Linked DNA regions of Gossypium hirsutum: region 1 is linked to region 2. The links are chromatin contacts, called in public Hi-C maps. All regions are on one chromosome and are shown on one strand. The core of a region is the stretch at or near the end of the contact, and the rest is flanking DNA. Distances in the headings are between cores, read along the strand shown. Region 1 holds the start of LOC107950887 (pentatricopeptide repeat-containing protein At3g63370, chloroplastic). Region 2 has its middle 8.0 kb from the start of LOC107902147.

Evidence for each region. A called contact is a pair of places that touch in the nucleus more often than the background predicts.
Region 1: a contact with region 2 is called in a Hi-C map of leaf, with 1.9 times the contacts expected there. The contact joins the promoter of LOC107950887 here to the enhancer-like site in region 2. A contact is called at or near these places in 9 of 34 Hi-C or Micro-C datasets (callus, hypocotyl and leaf).

The regions. Positions count from the first base shown.
Region 1 is chrA08:11,176,295-11,181,263 of Gossypium_hirsutum_v2.1, forward strand. LOC107950887 (pentatricopeptide repeat-containing protein At3g63370, chloroplastic) reads right to left here and starts at 3,635. Exons shown (of 1, transcript XM_016885810.2): 1 at 326-3,635. The coding sequence starts at 3,603. The coding sequence ends at 754. It overlaps TRNAK-UUU (transfer RNA lysine (anticodon UUU)), which reads left to right and starts at 3,733; the gene lies at 3,733-3,805.
Region 2 is chrA08:11,140,699-11,145,804 of Gossypium_hirsutum_v2.1, forward strand. No RefSeq gene overlaps it. Among protein-coding and RNA genes, the nearest start is that of LOC107902147, 8.0 kb to the right of the region's middle. Within about 2 kb of position 3,388, at least 3 of the 9 cell types and tissues checked have an H3K27ac peak or open chromatin away from gene starts, as enhancers often do. A contact at or near this core is called in hypocotyl and leaf, where this site is marked.

The DNA.
Region 1 (4,969 bases), core at 2,385-4,884, 36 kb after region 2:
CATAACTTCTCTTTAAGACCAAAACACAAGACATGTCCAACTTGTGCACGGTCATCCATTTCGAGTACAAGTTGTGGCATGGTGGAGAGGATTTTCATCGCAAGGCACTTTTTTCCCGTTGGAGCCTTTTGGTCCATTTCCTCCCTCTCCATTAACATGTTCACTTTCATAATCCATCATCACTTTCTATTTAGCACAAGCAGCCACCTGCGGCACGGCAGAGCGATGAAGATTGTGTTAAATGCTGACCAGAGATTATCATCAAGCAGATTCACTGCATTTTCATGGGGCAAATTTTGTGAAGGTATTGATTTACTCTAGTGGAAACAAAACATTTAAAATATCTACATTCAATATGAATTCATTGTTTCCAGTCGTGTTAAAATCATAATATACAACAATAATGAATCAGCCATGCAATGAGCGAAAACAGGAGTCAATATGATTACATATTCATCCCCATTTTAGGCACTTCTTCTAGCATGGCGCATGCAATTTCCATCCAAAACAGGGGTATATTAGTAATATCTTGCAATTGAATCATTATTGGCAATCTTGATAGCAGCTTTGGCATATCAGCCTTCGAAATGGGGCGCTGCCACCAGGGTAATGATCATAATTCTATTCGCTCTTAGCAGATTTGAACCAGAACGAATGACATAAAGAAAAACGGCTTGATCAACTGAGAATGATTCCAATACCTTCAGCAAGAAGAATGTCGAAAAGTCCAATTCAAATAATTGGATGTAACATTCACCAGAAATCCCCACAAGAACAAACCCCATCCTCAAAATGGTGAAATCTATTGGCATCCCTCACAAGTAGTTCCCGTCCAAAGAGTTTAGAGACTAACTTACAGAAAGTATGGCAATCACCACAGACACGTAGATTCTTTGTAACCCGAATGGGGGTTTGCTCAGCAGTCTTGAGCAGACCATATGCAATGGCTAATCTTTCACTGTGCCCATATAGCATCTTAACTTTCTCATTTTCCTCCACATTGTGCAAAACAAACTTTGTTTGAGCTATATAACCTCCTTCCTTCTCCAGCTTTTCCGTGATTTGATCCAATTTCTTGGTTATATGATGACACTCTGGATGACACTTGTCTCTTGCCATGAAAGTATGAATCCCGTTCCCCACCTCAATCCAACTACATCCAGGACTTTTCTTCAGGCCTCGCTCCTTCATTCTACTTCTAATTTTTTCAGCATCTTTACATCTTCCTTTAGCTGAAAAGACATTAGAAACAAGCACATAATGTCCGGGATTTGTGGACCCTAACTCCAAAAGTTTCTGCACTGCAATTTCTCCTAGTTCTTGATTTGAGTGTACTTGGCAAGCCCGAAGGAGTGCACACCAAATTTCAGCAGTAGGTGCCATCTGCATGCTTTTCACAAATTCAAATGCCTCTTCTAAGCAATTTGCCCGACCAAGGAGATCAACCAGACAAGCATAGTGCTCTGGCCATGGTTCCAATTGATATTCATATTTCATGATCTCAAAAAATTGTCTACCTTCAGCAGTCAGTCCTGAATGGCTGCAAGCATATAGAACTGACAAAAACGCTACATGATCTGGAGTGAGATTTTCCTTCATCTTATTGAATAAATCAATGGCAACTTTTCCATGGCCATGCATTCCATATGCATTTATCATGCTTGTCCATAGGACTAAATCTTTACTTTGAATAGACTTAAATATTGTGTGTGCATTCTCAACCATTCCACATCGAGAATACATATCCACAAGAGAGCTGGCAATTGATCCTTCGGAGAAGTTATGCCTAATAATAAAGCCATGGATTTCTTTCCCATACTTCAAGGCAGACAAACTGGAAGCAGCAGAGAGTGCACTTTTTAATGCAATAGAATCAGGGTGAATATTAGTTTTGTTTAGGATATGGAACAGTTCAAGAGCTTCATTAGCAAGCCCATTGTGGACATATGCAGAAATCATGCTTGTCCAAGACACAACATCTTTAAACTGGATTGACTCAAATGTTTGCACAGCATAGTCTATGTTTCCACATTCTCCATATACATCAACAATCATGTTTTGCAGCACAACATCAGACAGGCCTCTTCTCATAATATAACCATGAATTTCTTTCACTTGGGACACACACGCCAGTTCACTACAAGCCAGCAGTATACTACCTAGCATCATGGGATCAACATCAATATCTATTAATTGTACTTCTCGGAACAATTCAAAAGCCTTTAAAGCATAACTGTTTTGTGCATAGCCAGCAATGACAGTAGTCCAAGAAATTAAATCTTTATCGGGCATCCTATTAAAAGCATAGCCCATGTAGTTCACACAAGAACACTTTGCATACATATCTATAAGAGTATTTCCAACCTGCAAGTCTAAATCAAATCCAATTTTTATTGCATAAGCATGCAATTCCATACCATTCAATAGGTAACCCATTCGCCCACAAGCTACCAAGATGCTTATTACTGTAACCTGGTCAGGTTTTTCACCAGCATTCTGAAAATCATGGAAGAAATGCAAAGCCTCACTGCACATACCATTTTGGATAAACCCAGTAAGCACAGAATTCCAGGCTACTTTATCCTTTTCTTCCAATTTGTTAAAAGTTCTTACAGCCTCACTCATCTTACAACATCTGACATACATAGCAACCAAAGCACCAGCAACATAAGCATCAAGAAGCTGAGCTGATTTCAACACAGCAGCATGTATCTCCTTACCTAATTTCCTAAAGGAATAATCTCCACAAGCCTGAAGACAAGCAACAGCAGTGTAAGTATTAGAGTCAAGACCAGCCTTTTGCATTTCCCTGAAAAGTTCCAATGCTTCCATAGATCTTCCATTTGAAGAATATGCTGAAATTATAGAATTCCATGAAACTACATCGTCTTTTTGATCTATTCTCCCGAATAATCTCCTTGCTCCAAAAAGATCATCACATTTGGCATACATAGCAACTAAAGAATTGACAACACAAACAGTAGAATCATACCCAAACTTGACAGCCAGACCATGAATTTCAGCCCCTAAATAGAGATTTTTTAGCAAACCACTAGCTTTAAGCAGAGAAGGAAAACTATAAGCATCAAGAGGAACTCCCAAAACCCGCATTTCTTTATAGGTTTGAAGAACTTCAAAAGGTTTCCCATTTGAAACATAAGCTCCTATCATAGCATTCCAAGTAAAAATACTTCGTTGACCTATTTGATCAAACACTTTCTCCGCATTCCGAACTGACCCGCATTTTCCATACATAAACACAAGCTTAGTAGCTAAAAACATGGATTCGGAGACGGAACAAGACTTTATCATGTGGGCGTGAATTTGTAGCCCCTGAGAAAGAGCTTTCTTTTGAGCACAAAGTTCAAGAACCGGGGCATAAGTCTCGTCCGGGTGATCATTGGATGAAACTGGTAGCGATTGAAATGCTTCCTTGAGGTTTCCTCGAAGGCAAATATCCTTTAAAGTATGGGTTTGGATGGGTTTACGAGAAAAAGATGGGATTTTGAGAGTAGGGTTTATTTGTGTTTGGATTAACATAGGGGGGTGAGCGAAAATTGAAGAGCAATTATTAGTGTGCAGATGAACCAAAGAAGCGGGCATTAGAGGGCAAGTGCAGGACAGGACGACGCTCAGTGTAAGATAAGACTGCAGTCGCATGATCAATGGTATTGTTATGGAATAACATTTCGAATTGATTAATATAATGAATAATAACTAATGAAATCTCAAGCCGTCTTAGCTCAGCCGGTAGAGCGCGCGGCTTTTAATCACGTGGTCGTGGGTTCGATTCAAACAGACGGCCTTTTGTTGATAATTTCATCAGCTCAATTTTACTTTTTCTTGTTGTCTTTCAAGATCTGGTCACGTGGAGAAGAGAAAAAGGAAAAAATAGAACATTCTTTGAGGTTTATTTTATTTTATTTATGTTTAAAGTAAGGGTTAATATTTAGTATATTGGTAGTGTATTTTTTTATTTTATAAATAGTTTTAAAAAGTTATATGTGTTTCTTTTTTAAATATAATTTTTTAATATTTTACTATATTTTATAGGACACTTCTCAACTCCCTAATCTTACTTGTGAAGTATAAAAACTTCACTACTAGTGTATCAAATATTTTCTTTTAAAGTATTAGGGTAAAATAAAAGAATAGCCATCCAACTATATCTTTAGTTCTATTTTAGCCACTCTACTGCTAACTTTTTTATTTAACCACTCAACTTTTCGAAATTAAATATTCTAATCACTCTCCAATTAGATGTTGTTATTAAACGAGTGATGAAGAACTGATGTTGGCCATTTTTATTGGCTTAATAACAAATTTAGCCTTAAAATGTTTACACATTCTATCAACTTGATTCTAAATCTAAAAAAACTCAACAAATAGTCCTCAATGTTTACAAAAATTTGTCCTTTTAGTTCAAAGTCTAAAAATTCAATAAATTTAGTCTCAAATTTACAAAATTTGTCAATTTAGTTTGTAATAGCCCTCACCCAATCCAAGTAAAAGATGTTACATTTAAACATTAAACTCACCACTTAAACATATTCTTGTTTCATTATAATCAAGGTAACTTATAGAACAAAACATTATTATTTATACATAATTCACTTTTTTTTTTACTAATAAACCTAAGTACATGCTAAACTAAATCCAAAATATATATACCAAATTGCTTGAACTTGAAGTTGAGGAGTGATGTGATTCAAACCGAAGTAGCAATCCTCGACTCTTTTCAAAACTTATCTATCACCTATGCATTTAAAACAAATGCGTTAAGCTACGTGAATAGCTAGTAAGTACTCAACTGGATTCAATCTTACCATTTTGATATATATACAATTCAAGTAAAATTTTAATAATATTTATTCACATAGTTTCTTTCACTAATATGCTTAAAATTTCAATTCATTTTCGAAAACATAAAATCATTTAAATTAATTTTCTAACTTATAGTTTTTACTTT
Region 2 (5,106 bases), core at 2,138-4,637:
TGCTGAATGAATCCAAGGCCTCCCAAGTAAATAATTATAAGAAGGCCTGATGTCTATCATGAGAAAGTCTACCTCATACATGTTGGGTCCGATTAGAAGAGGGATCTCAATCCTACCTATTACTTTTTTCTCGGTGCCATCGAACGCTCTCACTATGTTCTGACATGTCTTCATATGAGAGCTATCTATGGGTAACCTGTTCAATGTGGATAGGGGCAAGACATTTAGTGCCGACCCATTGTCAATCAATACCTCTGGTAGTGTATACCCTTTACATCGGGTACTGATGTGCAGAGCCTTGGTGGACATGTAACACCCCAAACTCGGCTCAGACATTATGGCCAAGTCTGGTGTGTCATATTGAAGTGTTTTTCGAAAACCATATTTTTATTGAAAACCCTTCTTGATGTTTAGAAACTTTTACCGTTTAAACTTGTATAAAACCTTAGCCTTATTATTTTTTTCCAAAACGTGATTCATTGTAATAATCAAAACATTGTTAATAACCTTGTAAAATCTTATGGGAAACTTTGAAAACTTGTAAACCTTTGTAGTGGCAGAAACATGTTATTTTAAAAACAGTTAAGTATCGAAAAATCAAACTTTCTTTGTTATGGCTTAAAGTGAATGAATACTACGCACCAGGTAGGATTCAAGAAAAGAGGAGGTGAGTCAATTAGACTGCTTAAGTACCTAGCTCTTCCATGATCCAATCCTAGACATGCACACATGCATTGCCACACTTTAAGCTTATTACTTGTCCACGCACAACAAATTAAGTTTACGTCTATTTAAAATATTTATTTCCTTTAAAAACATTTACGTTGCGGAAGCTTTGCTCGGTTATCGTGATATTTTGAAAATAAATAACTTTTATAAAACGCGCTCTAGAGCTAACCAATTTTAAGGAATCAATTTAAGTGATGTGAATTTCAAGTTGAAAACGATTTAAGTAATTTAAAAACCCAAAATAAAAATAACAGAGCGGCCTTATTACAACTTTAACCAAAATAGAAATAATCAAAAATAAATGCGAAATTTAAATGGAAGCTAATTGAAACTTATTTAAAAACCAAAAATTTAATCTTCGTGGCCACTCTGAATCCTGCCCAGCTCCAAGTCTACCAACTAGAGCTCACCTACAAGGATGAAAGAGAAAGGGGATGAGTTTGGAAAACTCAGTGTGTAAAGTATCCCAACCAGAGCCCAAATCAGTTCAAGCTTTACTGGGCCTAAGCCCTATTCAGAAATCAGTGTTAACTGGGCCTTAGCCCATATCAATATTAATCTGGGCCATAGCCCCTTACAGTATCGGAGTATATTGGGCCTAGCCCATATCAGTATTAATCTGGGCCGTAGCCCTATTACAAGTCGAGATATATTGGGCCTTGCCCATATTAACACAGTTGGGCCCCATTTCAATACAGTTGGCCTATAACAAAACAGTCTCATATGATTAATGCATGATAAACCCATCCAACCCTGCACTTGCCTCCATCCATCCCCACACTTCCTGTGAGGAATAAATCACCCACGCCATCCCTAACACTTACAGTGTTAGCACCGGTTGCGGCACTAACTATGATCCGCAGCAAAGCTGCTTATATCAGAATATGTGGCACAGCTACCAGAACGGGTTCTTCCTCCATAACATAACCCAGATTCCATGCAACAGATATACATGTCATGGCATACAACAAACATAATCAGAATATCATGCATTTCAGTCAAAATTAACCCTAAGGGTATAACAGTCATTTTCATACTTAGGGGTAGTTTAATAAAATTTACTATTCTAGAGTTTACATACATATTCTAACCATTAACACATTAACAGAAGCACTTATCGAGCGTTTTTACCGAATTTAGCCCGTTGGCCCACTAACCCATTTTTGGCCCATTAAGCCTAAATATACCGAAGTGCATGAAATTGCGCACTCTGTAATCATATTGCTTGTGATTACCAAAATTAACAACCAAACCACCTCATGAGAGCTTGCACGCTTACAAGTTCACAAATGCCGGCTTTTCGACTTTTCGGCTTTTGCCGATCTAGTCTATGAGTGGGTGTCGTTTACACACCTGATTTATAACGATACGTTAGCGAGATCCACACATGAGTTGCCTACAATCGAGTTACTAATACATCAGTCTAAATATCAAAAACAAGCTACGTACTAGACCCCTTACCATATTTGGCCAACAATGCCTTAAACCCTAAAGTTCTTACCTTTCTGCCGAAATATGGGATAGATTTAGATGTCCAACCTAGTTAACCTTCAAGCCCTTCGCTGTACGCCTCCTTTTCCACACTAACGCTTACACAACCAAACAGAAAGAGGCACAAAACCCTTAGTCCAAAACGCTAGCCAGCCATAAGGGTTTCAACTTTTCTTAACTCCCGAAATAAAGAAATAGTTTCGAAAACTTACCACCGGTTCCTTCAGCCAACGATTCCACTTTAGTTCTTATTCGGTTTTGATGTAGATCTAACCTTCAAACCCTAGCAGAAGCCGGTCCTTTTTTGGTCTAAAGATTCAGCAATGCCCTTAAACTATGGGGTTTTCGGCTTTTTGAAACAGTGAAGAAGATGAGATATGAGAGTTCTGTAGTGGCTTTGTCGACAGAACTTTAAGGTTTAGAAGAAGAAAGAATCAGCCACAAGATGGAGAAGAATCAGAGGGTTTGGCTAGAAGAAATTGGCACAGAAGAAATATAGGCTTTCGGGATTTCGGCTTTTGTGCATAAGGCTTAGGAGCAAATGATAAGAAAGTGGAGATGAGTAAAATAGTAGAAAGATTCGGCTATAGAGGAAAAGAAGAAGAATAAAAGAAGTAGATGAAAAGAGGAGAAAACAAAAGAAAAGAAAATAGAAGAAAAAAACTGAATCCTAAAGGCCAAAATATACGACACTTATTAGTTATGGCCGAGTGAGTGTATTTCGGCATAGGAATTCTTCCTAAACTCTAATTCCCCGAATTGCTCCTTGATTTTTGGCCACATTCAATGTTTGAATTCATTCAAACTCTTGACCGATCAGCCCACCGTTGGCACCACCTCCCCAACTCTTTCCCCACGCATGCAGCAAAATCCCAACCTTGCGTGCGCGAGATGAGGCTCGAACCCCAGACCTCCATCCACCTTGCCCCCTTGCACCTTCGCCTGGGCTGCTAGCGACTGCACCACGCTTTCTCCTTTACTAATATATGGTTATAATTAATTATAAACCTTACTTGCTTCAGTTCTGGCCCACTTTAAAAATAAAACGGAATTCGCCCGTTCAAGGACTCGAACCTGCGCCCTCTCCGCATGCCCAGTACGCTGCTACCAGTGTACCACAGGCGCTCCTTGTGGCGTAACTTGGTCGCAACTATTCTTAAACCTTACTTTAGTACGACCTTGCTTCTAAAATAAAAACAAGCATTTACGTGCGCCAACCCTCGAACCTAGGCACTATACCACACTCCCAGCGCCTCTGCCACTGGACCGAGCTTCCCTTTGTGTTACCTTTTAACCTCAACTATATATAAGGCTTTCCTGCGTCGTTCCCTGATATAAGAAAAATAAAACACATTTTCATATGCTAGGAGTCGAACCCCAACTCTCCTTCCCACTACCTAGCATGCTAACCACTAGGTCAGGTACGCTTCTTCATGCCTCTTGCCCAATTTATTTTATAAGCCTTATGCCTAGATTCCCTCTATGAGGTAAAAATTAAAACAAATTTTTTTCCTAGAGTTTAAACACCAAAACAACAATACTTTTATAAATATATATATATTTTCCTATCTAATAATAATAATTATAGTAATAAAAATTTTCATAAAAATTTTTCAAACATACATATAGTAATATTTTTCTAATAATAATAATATCCAAATTATTCGGGCCGTCTTCTACCTGATCCCAAACTCAAGGCCCAATACTTCCAAGCCTAAAAATCGGGGCATTACAGGACCCCATGCCACCTGGTGGTATTTCATTATCACTGAAAGAAATAAAGTTATCAGCACTAATATTGCTGACGAGTCGGTCCAGTTTGTTCACTGAGATGTCTTCAGCAACATAGGTTTCATTGAACACCTTCATCAACGCATTACGGTGTGCCTCTAAATTTTGAAGCAAAGCTAGTATCGAGGTGCAAGCTGGCTGCTTGTGCAACTGCTCCACAACACTATACTCACTGTGTTTCAAAAACTTCAAAAATTCTTTAGCTTCATCTGCTGTTACTGGTTTATTAACCAGTGGTTTTGTCCTCTCCTCCCATTGTTTCGACATTAAAGACTTCTCTTTTACAGGCTCAACTTTCGTATCTAGTGTGCTGGCCAACCTTCTCTCTCCTAGCAATGTCACATTACAATTATAACTCCAAGGCACCCTTTTGTTATCCTTGTAAGGAAAAGCTACCAATTTCTGAATCACCATCTTTGGCGTCGTTCTTGCTCCAGCTTCATTTATTCTTGGTCGTGAAATGATCACCACTGGGTGATTGACTTAACAGACCTTATTTATTAGCTCCTCTTCTGAGGCGCACACATGCTTCTCCTCAGCGAACTCGAAGAACTCTATCTCCTTGTTGTCCATTAGACCCTGTACTGGGGCCTTGAATTCATTACATGTCTCTATCTCATGGTCTTCCTCTCCGTGGAACTCACAATAGTTCTCTACTTCTCGGGACTTGCTCCCAAAGTCTTGTATGATTAGACCTCTTTCTACCATCTTCTTCAGAACCTCCCTTATCGAAGTCCTTACCTCCGCTACATCCAACTTAACTCTCCTTCCTATATTCTTGACTACCGCATTTACCCAATTAGCAGTATGATTGGGTAACGGGTTTCCTGCGCTAGGCACCTCATCGAACTTGACAATACCCATGTTGATGAGTTTTTCGACCACTCTTTTGAAAGAGGTGCAATTCTTGATTGAGTGTCCTGCAACGCCCGCATGATATTCACATTGGGCACTCGCATCATACCACTTGGGGTATGAGGGCTGCAACGGTTTTAAGTAGAACAGGGATAAACATGTGCATCGAATAGATTTTTGTACAACTCCGATACGTTATTGGAATGGGAGTAAACTGGGGCTTTTTCGTATTCTGCTTTG